Linked DNA regions of Drosophila melanogaster: region 1 is linked to region 2. A link is a contact called in public Hi-C data. All regions are on one chromosome and are shown on one strand. Each heading gives the region's core, a stretch centred on a gene start, on an enhancer-like site or on the middle of the called end of the contact. The rest is flanking DNA. Distances are from core to core; before and after follow the strand shown. Region 1 holds the start of CG32809. Region 2 holds the start of Tsp2A (Tetraspanin 2A).

Evidence for each region. Hi-C and Micro-C count contacts between places; a contact is called where the count stands out from the background.
Region 1: a contact with region 2 is called in a Hi-C map of the Kc167 cell line, with 2.0 times the contacts expected there. The contact joins the promoter of CG32809 here to the promoter of Tsp2A in region 2. A contact is called at or near these places in 21 of 107 Hi-C or Micro-C datasets (the Clone 8 cell line, the D17-c3 cell line, the Kc167 cell line and 7 more).

What each region holds. Positions count from the first base shown.
Region 1 is chrX:1,690,996-1,697,886 of dm6, reverse strand. It overlaps CG32809, which reads left to right and starts at 5,119. Exons shown (of 15, transcript NM_001272211.3): 1 at 5,119-5,448; 2 at 6,530-6,680; 3 at 6,757-6,807; 4 at 6,875-6,891. The coding sequence starts at 6,575. a6 (a6,) reads left to right here and starts at 1,998. Exons shown (of 2, transcript NM_057961.5): 1 at 1,998-2,347; 2 at 2,413-4,272. The coding sequence starts at 2,415. The coding sequence ends at 3,644. It also overlaps the pseudogene CR14798.
Region 2 is chrX:1,342,288-1,348,567 of dm6, reverse strand. Tsp2A (Tetraspanin 2A) reads right to left here and starts at 2,015. Exons shown (of 2, transcript NM_080298.4): 1 at 1,889-2,015; 2 at 425-1,299. The coding sequence starts at 1,288. The coding sequence ends at 554. It overlaps MTPAP (mitochondrial poly(A) polymerase), which reads left to right. Exons shown (of 3, transcript NM_130548.3): 2 at 1-346; 3 at 2,448-3,696. The coding sequence ends at 3,327. It overlaps Naa30A (N(alpha)-acetyltransferase 30 A), which reads right to left. Exons shown (of 3, transcript NM_166878.3): 1 at 5,354-6,280; 2 at 5,033-5,278; 3 at 3,798-4,789. The coding sequence starts at 6,076. The coding sequence ends at 4,625.

The DNA.
Region 1 (6,891 bases), core at 3,870-6,369, 350 kb before region 2:
TTGGCTTTGCACATTTGGCGTAATGCCAAAACACAATAAAAAATGAGCAAGAGTCGGGGCCAAGGATAAGGATGAGGATGAGCCTGAGCATCCTGGAGCAAGCGGAGAGGAGTGGCGCGGAGAGGAGGTCTAAAGCAAAACAACTGCGGCAGACGATGGCGAAAACAAAAAGACAATGCCAACTTGACTCGACTCGACGCAACTCAACTCAACACCTGAGGAAGGCAAACACTTGAAGACGCGAAGCGGGAACCCCATTTTCCGCCATCAGGACGATGAGCACCGGGATGAGCAGCGAGGACGTGCATTCATTCAAATCGACTCAGTGCCCCTTGCGCCTGGCCTCTTGCTCGTCCAACTCCTCGCAAGGAATTCATTTTAATGCACAGGCGGGCCAGGCTGGTCGTCCCAGCCAGGAAACGATTGCAGGCAGACACGGATGGGCCACGGGGTGGGGTCGGATGTTGGATGTCGGATGTAGGATGTCGGATTCAAAGCCACCAGGGAGAGTCGCTTAAGGGTGCGTGTGGTGCGCCAAGATGTGGGTGCTGCTGCTCCTGCTCCTGCTCCTGCTCCGCACTCCGCGGCCTTAAACGGCCAAAGTGCAATCCAGAAACACAACACAAACAGTCAAAGGAGCTGCAGCTGGCGCAGCCAGGACTACGGAGGTCCTGTGCTGCCAGCCAAACGCAAAGCACCGGCTACAGTCGAGTCGAGCCAAGTCAAGACCGAGTCTATAATTTTTGTTGTGGTTCCTGTCTATTGTCTATTGTCTCTCGCCGCCCTTCTCCCTTTATCCCCCAGTAAACTGGTATCCTTCGCCAAGGGCAGACACATCTCCGTCTCCAGCTCCAACGCCTTTGCTCCTTGGCTCCTGGCTGCTCCGCGAGCTGGGGAAATGAGCCATTCGCGTGAATTACTGAAATCGGATCTTGCCCGCCCCGCTCCCCAGCGGACCGTACTTGACTCATGGCTGTTGCACACCCTTAAAGCTTAAAGCCAGATGTAAATGAGTGCCCAACAATGTACAATCCGATCCGCCGATTTGTTCATACAGCTAGTCAACATAACTTTGATCTTAAGCTATATGTATACCCAGATATATGAATATTTGGAAATATGAGATCAAGACTGTAGATCAAGTTGTGGAGTGGAGTATCGAGTATCAGTAATATGTTTCCAATGGTACTACTCTAGGCCCCTACGCCTGAACGTTGATTACTTTTATTTATCAGATTGCTAGCTTTTCGCTTGTCTCTAGAGAAATGGGTGAAAGGGCATACATAAGGCTACTTATTAACAAAAAAATTTCTTATTTTTGTACTAAATGCCTTCTAACAGTTATTTTCATTTTGAAATATCCCACCCAAAACTAGTGCTCCACTTCTGATCGCAAGACTCCGCTTGTAAGGCCTTATGTTCCTTTCAACCCTGTAGTAATTTGAACGGAAGTTTTGGGGCTTCACGATTTTTGTGGTTAATTTCCAGGCATCCTAAGTCTGCGAAAATTAATCGAAGGCATGAAAAGCCCAAGGGCGGTTGCTATATCTACATCCGCATCCGGAGGCGACGATCTGCCAACTGACTCCAGCTGGAGTCGGTGTCTTCCCTATCGTTCCGGTCCTCGTACGGATGTGGAGTGAAAGCTCTCCCAGATGTGAGTGAAAGCTTCTGAAAACAGAGCGCCGGCGCCGATTGAGTGCTTCTCAAAATTGTGGGTGGTGCCAAAATTAGCTTGAGTGCTTTGTCTTGAGATAAGAGTGTTTTACTTAATAGGAATTTTATCGGGGCTACCTGGTGTCCAAGTCGCTGGATTTGCTGGTGATCCAAAGCACTTGTATCCTTCTGTCCTTTGCTTCGAAGCTTCATTATTTTCTCTAGCTGATTTTAAATAGCGCGCCCAAGTGGCGAATGCATTATCGATAACTACCGACAGATACTGTTTGGCCAGTCGACGTGCACGGTTGCACGCAGCGTGGACTATCGAGAGAAGCGTTATCGATGTGTGGTCGCTTATCGATGCAGTTTTATAAACAGAACTCTAAAGTACAACAAAAGCACAAATTAAGCAGCTGCCGCGCGAAAAAACAACCATCTCGGCCCCGCTCGCATCTCGGCATGTCCAGCGGCGGGAGGCGCAGCGCCTAGTCCCGCGCCTCCGCTCCTCTCAAGGAAATCCCCCTGCGCCGCCACGCAATTATGCAAGTTGCAGCAGTGGATCTAACTGTACTCGCCGCCAGTGGAACAGCAAGAGGAGGAGGAGGAGGAGCCCCACGGGCCCGAGCCCATGACCCTTGACAACCCGTGGCAGGCACCGCCACCGCTAGAAGACGAGTCCACACACTCGGTAAATAGGTGCCCACCAGTGGCCGACCAGGCGTCACAGACTAACTCTTCTCCTGCCGCCTATAGACATGAACCAGAAACATTCCGAACCATTCTACATATCGCCCCGGCTGTTCGACAACCGTCGTCTCAAGCGGCGCCGCTGTCGGTGGATGGAACGCCTGCTTGAGCACCAGCGGATCTGCATGGCCCGGATGCGCGACCAAGTGGCTCTCGCCTCCAAGACTGACCGGCAGCTGTCCCATCTGCAGCGGCGCCATGTCGCCTCCACTTTGCAGCCGGACGTGACCATCGACCTGCTGTCGGATGACGATGAGACCCCATCGGCCGGACAGCCCGCTGCAGCTGGCCACAATCGCCTCCTGATTCCTGCCCCAGGGCACCGAGCACATAGAACGGGCAGAAGGCAGGCGCCGCGCAGAGCTGCCACCCACTCATACCCAGTGACCGACAGCATCCTGATAACCAGCGATGACGAGCACAACGAGCAGGAACCCAGCAGCACGGCAAGAGTGCGCTCCCAGCTCTCCATGCGCTCACCGCCACCGCTCGCACCGCTCACACAGTCGGAGACCATCGAAGAGGTAACTGTTTCGTTGGTGCCGCGCACCTCCACCACTGCCAACTGCCTGACGCGGGTGTCAGGTCACCCCAAGCCGTGTCGAGCGTCGACGGCGGCCAGCAATGGATTCGCCACCGCCGAAGGCGGAGAGGGCGGCAATGAAACGGGCTGTTTTCTGGAGGTGGACGTGGGCGGAGGCATCACAGCCACGCTGCCGGACGAGACGACCGTTCACACGGTCATCGCAAACCGTATTTACGAACTCTCGCTGAGCAAACTACGCGAAGGCCTGGCTTTTAGTGGAGTGCCGGAATACACGAACGACCTGATGCCGGAGCAGCTGCAGAAACTGTCACCGGCATTGCGCGCCAAAGTGGCGCCCTTGGTGGCTCCCTCGCCGCCCACGCCCATCTCCCTAAAACTGTCCAGCGACCTCAGCATATCACTGATCTCAGACGAAGACGATTGCGAAAGCACCGGTCCACATGTCAACGGAGGAGTCGGCACCGAACCGGTGCACCCCGTCGTGGTGGCTGCGGCGGAGGCACACGCTGCCGCCAAGCTGCTCAAGCAGCAGCAGCCACAGCTCTCGGTGGTGCAGCATCTGCAGTACGTCGGCGGCGGACTCGCAGCTCCAGTGGCTCTTGCCCTTCCGGTGATGGCAGCAAATCCGACCTCGTCTGCTTCCGTTGTTGCCTTGCCGCTGCAGCTGCCGCGGCGCCGAAAACTGGGATGAGCTGGATGACTGATGACCGATGACCCGCCAGAACCGAGTCCCCATCGCCATAATATCATTCCCCGAGCCGGAAGCACGGCATAGACTTTAACTAGCAGTGGCTAGAAGTGCAAATATGAACGTAGGTTTAGCGACAACACATCACTATTTCCCAGTTATCCTTGAATCCAGGACTAGTCCTTGTCCGGTCGATTTTTGTATCCTTCCCCTTTCCCAAGCACCTTCTCTCCATCTCACTCAGTTGCCCATTAATCTCCCTGTCTCTGTCATTCTCATATTTTAAGCTTTAAATGAAACGAGACGACAACGTACAAATGAAAGTAGAAAAGCATCAACCCATATACATTGTTGAGCAAAAAACACAAATTTCAAAAGATTATAAGAGGGAGTAGAAAATTTGAAGCGAGTGAGAAAGGTGAGCCCAATATTTATAAAGTACAAGTAGCTAGCTTAAGATATACTATGTATATGTACATTTGATTTAGTGTATCATATATTACATGGCTGAATCACGTCGTGTAATCCGTCGCAGTCCGCCGTCTGTATTACATTAGCTGATCACCAAACCGGAATAAATTTTCATTGTATATATATATATATATACATGTACACCAGCTGTGAGAAAAGGAAACTATGCGTATGCCATCAAGGTTCGTTTCGACCAAGCGCTCCTTGAACCACGACTGATCTCTGGCCAGGATTTCGTGGGTGAACTCGTATCGCGCTAGGGCACTCTTAATATAGAGCGAGAGTTGCGGCAGGAGCAGATCCTCAGAGTGGCTGACAAAGTCATGGGATCCTTGGTCACGCGCTTCAGTCGCTGAGCATGCTAATGCCCGCAGTGGTGTTGCCGCAAAACTGTCGAATACAATCGTAAATGAAAATGAAATCGAGTTGCATCTTCTGTGGCCAAACTCACTCGAGTGTTGTCCACGTGCGGCTTGATCGCGCCAGAGTCAGCCAAGTCCAGGATGTGCACGAAGGGCATGACCTGCTCACCGAAGGAAACTCACGAGACGTGATCCAGCGTGGCCTGGTTTTGGGGAGTCCACTTTCGGCGTTCAACTTCGCGGTATCTGCCTGCGAAGTTTAAGAAGTTTAGCCAGAAATCCGATACTATATAGTCTCTATATATACCCACCCACGTCATCACAGTGGCTCAACTCGTACGGCAAGCGGCTGATGTGAGGCTCGATTTCCCGCATCAGTAGTTGCTCCTCCTTCGCAGTGATGAAGTCCCTGATGACCCGCATGTCCGATTCAAACTGGTGCTGCTCACAGCGAGGCCACTGGCCGGGAAACTCCACCAGGGCGTGGCTGCGGGCCCAGACATCCGCTGGAATCCTGGCTACTCCCGGATAAACAAGCCGGCGCAGGACAAGCATGTGTTTCGTCACCTGTTTTTAAAGGCCTTCCGCCCAGTAATCGATTGGAGCCATTCGATAGCCACATGCGCTCAACCGCCAAGAAAATTACTCGATTGCCCCGGCACCAGGTAAACACACACAACAGAGCAGCGTCGGAATGCAGGGATGCCAGGACCTCTGACGGCTGGATGCCAGGGAACTTCGCTGGTCCGGGAACACTCGATTGGTAACGCATGCGCCGTGCAAGCACGCAGTCCTCGTTCGGCTAGGGCGGAAACGCTTTCCGGTGTAGATATACCAGAAATATTTCTGCTCTTCTGGCGTTATGCTGCGTCGGTGGACGAGTGCCGTGTCCTGACTCCAGAAAGCTGTGTAGTGACGAGTGCAAAGCGAAGCGAATTGAATCGAATCTTTATCCTAAGGACACGGCTAAATCGGTGAGCTCCTCGAGCTATGAGCACCTAGACCCGTTAATTGTGAAACCTTCCTGAATCGGCAAGGCAAGTGCGGTTTGAGAAAATGCCAGAAACATCGCCGGTGAACCGCCCACACACCCCCAAAGGTGCATAGGTATACAAGGTACAGCTAGGACGAGATCCCCCATGAAAACCCAAAGGAATCCAGCCAACTGACCGCTGACGTGTGTGGAAAAGTCAACAGACACGAGCTCCCCTCCACCGTGTTTAATGTGCACTCGTGCCCTGGAAACTGGACGCAACTGACACAATTAATGGCGGCTGGGAAAAAACGGGCCGGGGCACCGCACCTAAAACTAATCAAAAATTCCTTTAGTGGCCCGCAATAATGCCGATGGGCAGTGAATGTGGGTGGCTGTGTACATATTCCCAGGCACTGGCACTGGCAAAGGCAAAGGCATACTAAAACCCGTGAAGTGCTGCACTGAAAAGTATACCATGTTTCGTGTGTACCCATCTCTGCGTCCGTTTCCTTTTGGTGCCCCTTCCTCGGATTTCTTGCTCGAGATAAACATGTACATGCAGCCAAAATAACTTGACATGCCTTGTTTAAAGCAACTTCCAACTCCAAAAACGTTTACATATGCAAAACAAATTCGAAAGTGATTCGTGTTCTCTCAGCAAATGGCATCTTAATGGCAACTGCGATGAACAATTGTATTCGGCCAACACTATTGTCTGTTCTGCCAGCCGCATTTCTGGGGTCCCGATCCAGATCCGCATGCAGTTCCAGATCCAGCTCCAGTCACGCCTTCCGCTCTGTCCTGCTTTCTTGCTCCATTCCGTGTTGCAGAGCAGAGTTTGCGCACTCCGTTGCATACTTTTTGCATTGAGCACTGGCACTGCCACTGCGAGGCTCCACTCCATTCCACCACACCCTGTTAAAGAATGTGCGAGGATACATGGTTTATCTACACCAAAGTTGCATGTTGTGTGTGTGCGGTTTAGCGTGTTGTTGCCGGTACCAAACGTAAACAAAGACCAAAAAAATAAGGACATTTTCACGTTACCCATACGCCCCGTTGTCTCTCATTTTCTGCAGCTGCAACATAGCCACTGAGCTCCGCACATCTCAAACGGCTGCAGGATGTTGATCCGTTGGAAGAGTAAGGACAAGAGCGCCTCCTCCAACCAGAGCGTCGGCGGCAGCAGCAGCTCCTCGTCGAAGAAGAAGCGCAAGGGTAGAGAGGGCGGTAAGTAATCGGAATCCATAAATCGGAAGGAAGCGAAATGAAATGAGCCTAACTCCAGCTCCCTCTCTTTCAGAAGAAGACTGGCAGAATGAGGCAAAGTCGGGACGGCTTCCGTCGAATGAACAGGGTATGTTAAGGACCAAAGACGTCCACGGATCTGTAGCCCCATCCTCAGTGTCTATGTGTTTCCCCAGGTGGCGACGAAAGACGA
Region 2 (6,280 bases), core at 766-3,265:
TTGCCGGCATGTTTCCCGCCGCCCAGGCACAGCCCTTTGGCTCGTCGGTCAACGGATTTGGGCGAATGGGCTGCGACCTGGACCTCATCCTGCGCTTTGACAGCGATATGGGAGCTAAGATCCCACTGGAGGCGGCGGTGCCCTCGCGACTCGTGTACCACACCAAGGAGAACCTGAGCAACGGACGCTCGCAGACGCAAAGGCACATGGAATGTTTTGGAGATATGCTGCATCTGTTCCTGCCCGGCGTGTGCCATGTGAGACGTATTTTGCAGGCGAGGGTGCCCATCATCAAGTACCACCATGAGCATCTGGACCTGGAGGTGGACCTCTCCATGAGTAACCTGTAAGTGCTATGTGCTAAGTGCTGTGTGCCTGCTTATACCACCATTCGTCTGTCTGTTGGCAAGCAATCTGTGATTCCCGTCCGCTGAGACACCTTTCCTTGTGAGGGTCGCAATCTTTATTGTACTTATTGTTCGAACTGGGTATGAATTCTTAGATCTATCGAAGGGTCACTTGTCGCTACTAACTAAATTAACGAGGCTGGTCTTCAGCGGCGGTAGTTGCTGGCCTGTTCCTCCTCCTTTTTGACCGCCTGCACAAGCACAAAGCTCATCACCGCGCAGATGACGTTGAGCAGGCCGAGCGTCATGGCCAGAGCCACAATCCAGCCGGTTTTGCCCTCGAAGAACCAGGTCAGCTCGTCCACGCATCCGTTGAAGAAGGCGTTGCCGCTGACGGTGTCGCGGCAGGAGCTTGGCAGTGGCTGGCGCAGGTCGAGATAATCCCATGGCCCGGTGGCCCCGCAACAACCTATGTTCTCCTGAATCATGGTCAGCACGTAGTTCGAGTACGTATACTCCGATGTGGCCACAAAGCCGCGCAGCGATACATTCAGCAGCGGCTGCAGGCTCGAGTTGATAGTGCTGAACTGCAATAGGACCGCCGACCCGGCCACAATGGCGATGAACCCAAAGACCTGGGTGCCCACGAACACAAACAGAGCCAGGGTGTTCTCCATGAGCGCGCTCAGGCAGCCGAGGAAGCTGACGGCCATCATTACAATGCTGATGCCGATGAGCACGTACACGCCGATGTAGAAGGACTGTGCCTCCAGGATGCGCAGCCAGTCGTTGAAGCCGGGCTCAGCCCTCAACCAGACGGTTAGGGCGAACAGCGCTGTGGATATCATCCAGGCCACGATGTTGAAGCAAAATAGCGTGTATTTCACGCAGCCAATTTGCTTCTCCAGCTGCTCGTCGGAGGCTCCATAGCCGATGCCCATCGTTTCGGAAGCTGCAAGGCAAGAGAAGGATCATTAGGTGGATGATGACAAGTGCGTGATCTGAAAACCCAGGACAAAGGAGGCGCTACTTGATAGAAGCACTATTTAGACGGTGCATTGATCCTTGCTCATTTTCGAGGAGCTCCATTGAGTCACATACCAAAAGCTCGCCCTGGTCGCGCCTATTAATCACGATGTTGCTTGGCATTTATGGTTGATTCTCCCCGCCCTTTCCCGCCGTTCACTGTATCATCGTTGGCCTTATCGGAGCTGTGTTTAGCAAATAGCGTTATCAGCCACGCACTAGATGATTAATACGAGCAATTGCAACACCAAACTATTCAAGAGTATTGAAATGGGCCAGGTACTGGAGCTGCGGGCGTATCCCTGTGCACCTGAGTAACATCCTCCAAGCATCACTTAAAATCAACTTTTGTAAGACGTTTTGTGTAGATACGTTTATCCATTGGGAAACTGTCTTTTGGGTGTGGTACCCATACCGAAATTCAACACTTCTTCAATAGCACTTAAAAAAAATGGACCATCCATTTATCATTTCGTAGAAATGGGAATTTGTAGGCACTTTTTACTAGGATTCACCTTGCTTGGGTCGATTCTCGTGGGGTCGGAAGAAAAAAATAGCTAGCTCAGTGGCGGACTAGAAACAGATGTCCGTTGGGCTCGTTCGTTGAAATCGTTTTGACCAGACTTGCGGCTCGGCTGAGATACGCGGCGGTGACAACATCCAGGCTAGTGGGGCCGTACAGTCAGGCAGGGGAGGGAGAGCGGCCTTAGATAAGAAAGCTTCATCAGCTCGATAAGATAAGATAGCGGCAGGTGGCGATTGCCAAATGTCGTGTATATGTGTAAATGGTACGCTGCTCTCCCGCAGGTGAGCAGGTGAATCAGTTCTCTCCGCGGCACTGACTTCCCTGGCGTGCCGATGGCCATGATTCACATCCCATTCATCCGCCCCTGATAAGTACCCGCTGCACGCATATCCGGCCATTGGTGGGGGTCAGCGGGCTACACACCGCTGGTTGTCTCATTAAACGAGGCCACGCCCGTTTTTACCTTCCCGCCTTTGGGGCGATCAGTATTGCATGTTGGCATTAAATATGTTTTAAGAAGATGGTTTTAAACGCAATCCCTCTTCCAGCACTGGCTTTTATATGTCGGAACTGCTTTACATGTTCGGTGAAATGGATCCGCGCGTACGGCCGTTGACCTTTACCATTCGGCGCTGGGCGCAGACCTGCGGCCTCACGAATCCCTCGCCTGGTCGCTGGATCAGCAACTTCTCGCTCACCTGCCTGGTCATGTTCTTCCTGCAGCAGCTGCGCCAGCCCATCCTTCCCACAATTGGAGCGCTGGCCAAGGCGGCGGAGCCAGGGGACTCGCGGGTCACCGAGGACGGGATCAACTGCACCTTCACCCGGAATGTGGATCGTCTGGGCTTCAGGAGTCGAAACCAAAGCTCGCTGAGCGAGTTGTTGCTGCAGTTCTTCGAGTTCTACTCGCAGTTCGACTTCCACAACCGTGCGATATCTTTGAACGAGGGAAAGCCGCTGTCCAAGCCGGATCACTCGGCCATGTACATCGTAAACCCACTGGAGCAGTTGCTAAATGTGAGCAAAAATGTTAGCCTGGAGGAGTGTGAACGACTGCGCATCGAGGTGCGGAACGCGGCTTGGGTTCTGGAGTCGGAGGTGGAGAATGCCTCCGTTCCGGAGGGCGACGGCCAGGAGCTCTCCTGCGGCCTGTTGAACCTGTTTAAGCATCCCGAAAAGGCCGTCATCCGGCCGAACATGTTCTTCAAGCCGCGCATGGTCGAAGTGAGCGATCTCTTCGAACAGAAGGAGGCGGGAGCAACGTCCAGCTCAACTCCTCCCACACCAGCCATAACCTACAAGAGTGCCTCTGTGCGGCAGCAGGTGCAGAGCATCAAGGCTGCTACGCGCTCCGAACTAAAGCAGCTGCGCGGATCAGGCAGCTCAGTTCCGACGAGCAGTCCCAATAATCGACGGCGAAGCAGGTGATGTTTCCGAGACTGACACCGCCCATGTACATACATACTTAGGATAAGCCACAACTTCACATTCATGGTGAGTCCAGCTTAAGGTTAGGGCAGCCGCCGTTGGCTGAATTGAATGTTGTTCATACTTTAAAACCTCCTGCTAGTTAGGATAAGTCCATGATCGATCCGACTTTGAGTATTGAAACCGATTGTTGTTGACGAATGCGACCAAGTGTGGCAGGGCAGGGAAAGATCGGTGGGGCACGTCAAAAAGAGCCGAAGGAAGCAGTCATTATTTGACTTTGTGGATGAGTAGTTATCCGTAAGACATACTTTCCTAGTTCGAGTAGTTATAATTCTGTTTTTTATGATAATAAAACGAAAATACCGTACTGGCATATAGTTTCTCAATTGGAAAACACCACACAAACTTCCAAACAAGCTCGCTATTCCCCAAGTTGTGCTAAACTAAAGAACAGAAGGCAGGATTTTCGCATTTGTTGAAGATTTTATTGCGTTCTTTCAATGTTACTCGGGATCCACCACATCTTTATCCTTATCGCTACGTGTTACGTGTTTCTGGAGAGCACAGAGAGGTTACTTAAGACCAGATGGCGAGTTTTCTTAGCCGCGAGGACCACCGCCATCCACCCATTGAAGGTTTGTATACAAGTATGCATATGAGGCTGCATTTTTGTGTGTCTGTTCTCAGCTCTTGGTTCCAATTGCGTTTATTTTGATATACATGATCGAGTTTATCGTTCGACTTGCGCGATCATCGCTTTGATTGATCTTTTTACAAAATTTGATACTATGTTTATAGCTTTGTAAATGGGCGTCGATGAGCGTGTGCTGCGCTGCTGCTTCATGTTGTTGTCTATTCCCTAGATTGGTTTTTGTAGATTGTTTAATGTACATAACTAATTGCTTGCTTACGACTTTAATGCTTAATTTTATGCATGTAAATCACGTATTGCATACAAAATTGCCTCCTGTAAAATTAACCAAATTTCGGGTCCGTTGTGTGCTGCTCGTGCTGCTCCTGCATATGTAGCAGATGTTGCTCGTACTGCTGCTGCTACATAATAAAATAATTTACAAATGAAAGAGAGACAAGGGACGGTGTGAGTTGGGGAGAAAATAAACTGATGCTACGATGCTTCCTAGTTAAATAGGTACAAAAAAGAGGGCGCCGATACAAGCTGCCAGCTGGCCAGGACCCAGGACGAGGGGAGCGCCCTGGTCCTCCGCAGAGCGCAGATCTCGACATCTTCGGCGGCTACTTAGACAACAATTTCAACGGCAGCCGCCGGGTCCACTCATCTAAACCAGAGCTTCAGCCGCAGCGCGTCCACCCCGTTAAGATAGTAGCGGAACAGCCGCTTATCTCGCACGAAGCCCAAGTTCTCGTAGAGCCGCAAAGCCGGCTGGTTACGCATCTCCGTCTCAAGCACCACCTCGTCGGCATTGTCGGCCAGCATTGCCTGCAAATGGGAAAATTGCAGTGTGATATAAGTTTTCACAGAAAGAGAGGTAGTTGGTATGTATCCCTCGCCAATGTGCCCGAAAGTATACCTCGAGGCTCGAGGAGCCATTGGTGAGCTTTGATGGCAATTTCATCCATAGTTAACAACACATAATTGTTCCGTAACACACATATCGAGCATCGATTACATGCAACCCGATTTATAACTTATTGCAAGGGAAAGATGCCCCAGACATCCTACCTCTATGGCCTTGGTGACCAGCGTGGTGCCGATTTTGAGCTTGCGATACTCCTTGCGCACGGCCAGCATGGCGATGTAGCCGCGCCGCACGTTCATGTGCATATCCAGCTTGCACACGATGGCGCCCACGTACTGATTGTCGTGCGAGGCGAGGAAGCAGAGTTTTGGCCAATTGTAGATGAAGTAGCGATACGTGTATATCGAGTACGGCTCGGACAGCTCCGCCTGGATCAGTCGCATGATGTCCTGCGTGTTCGATATGCGGGGAATTAGATAAGTGTTGCGCACAGTTCGCACTTGGTCATACTTGGAGGTACTCACATGCATTTGGTGTTCAGCCTCGTATTCCTTATATACGATCTCGTCGGCTGAAATGGCAGGTTCCGGCAGTTGGAGCTGTGCTGTAATGGTGGGCGTGGCCCCCTCTGCATAGTCGGAGGGCGGTTGCTTCCTCTCCTGCTCCCGACTGTGGCCACTCCCCGTCGCCACATGCACTCCCTGTTCCACAGCTACATCCTCCGACACTTTTGGTTTTGGGTCCGTCGTTGTGGTTGGGTGTATGTTGGCAGTGGTTTTGCTTGTGGCTGTTATGGGCTTCTCCTCCGGTTTGAGGGAGTTCGAATCCGATCCTCCGCCGTCGCCTCCTTCTCTTCGCTGCTTGCGGTTGTTGTTGCTGCTGTCCACGCTGTTGTTGTTGTGAGTGCTGTTGTTGTTGTTGCTGCTGCCGCTTGTGCAGCGAATGTGATTGTTGTTGCTGTGCCCATGTGCATGGCCATTGACGACCTCCCCAAGCGGCCGAGCCTCCTGCTCCTTGTGACCATGGCCATTGCAAAGGTGCATCTTTTTAAGCAGGCCTCTGAGTTCCTGCGCTGGCTCCTGGTCTTCCGTCGCCTCCTCCTCTTGGTGCTGAACGTGTCCATTGCTGGGTGTCTGTGCCTCCACCTGGCCACTGGAATTTGGATTGTGATTGGGGTTCTTCTCCGCTGAGTTCTTTTTGTTCTTGTACTTCTTCTTTCCGGCCGCCGCTGCCTGGGCATCCGCCATTCTGAAAAGCGACGGAATTGGCTCTAAGAGGGAACCTGCTGCTCCTCCGGGGCTTATCTGGGAGGACTGGTAATCCTCGCCTGCAACCGTGTGCCTCGGACTTATTTTTGGTTATATTTTCACAGTTGATGGTTTTTCATTCACACGCACACGCACACGCTCACGCACATACTCACACACTCGCGCACGCACACATGGGGCAGT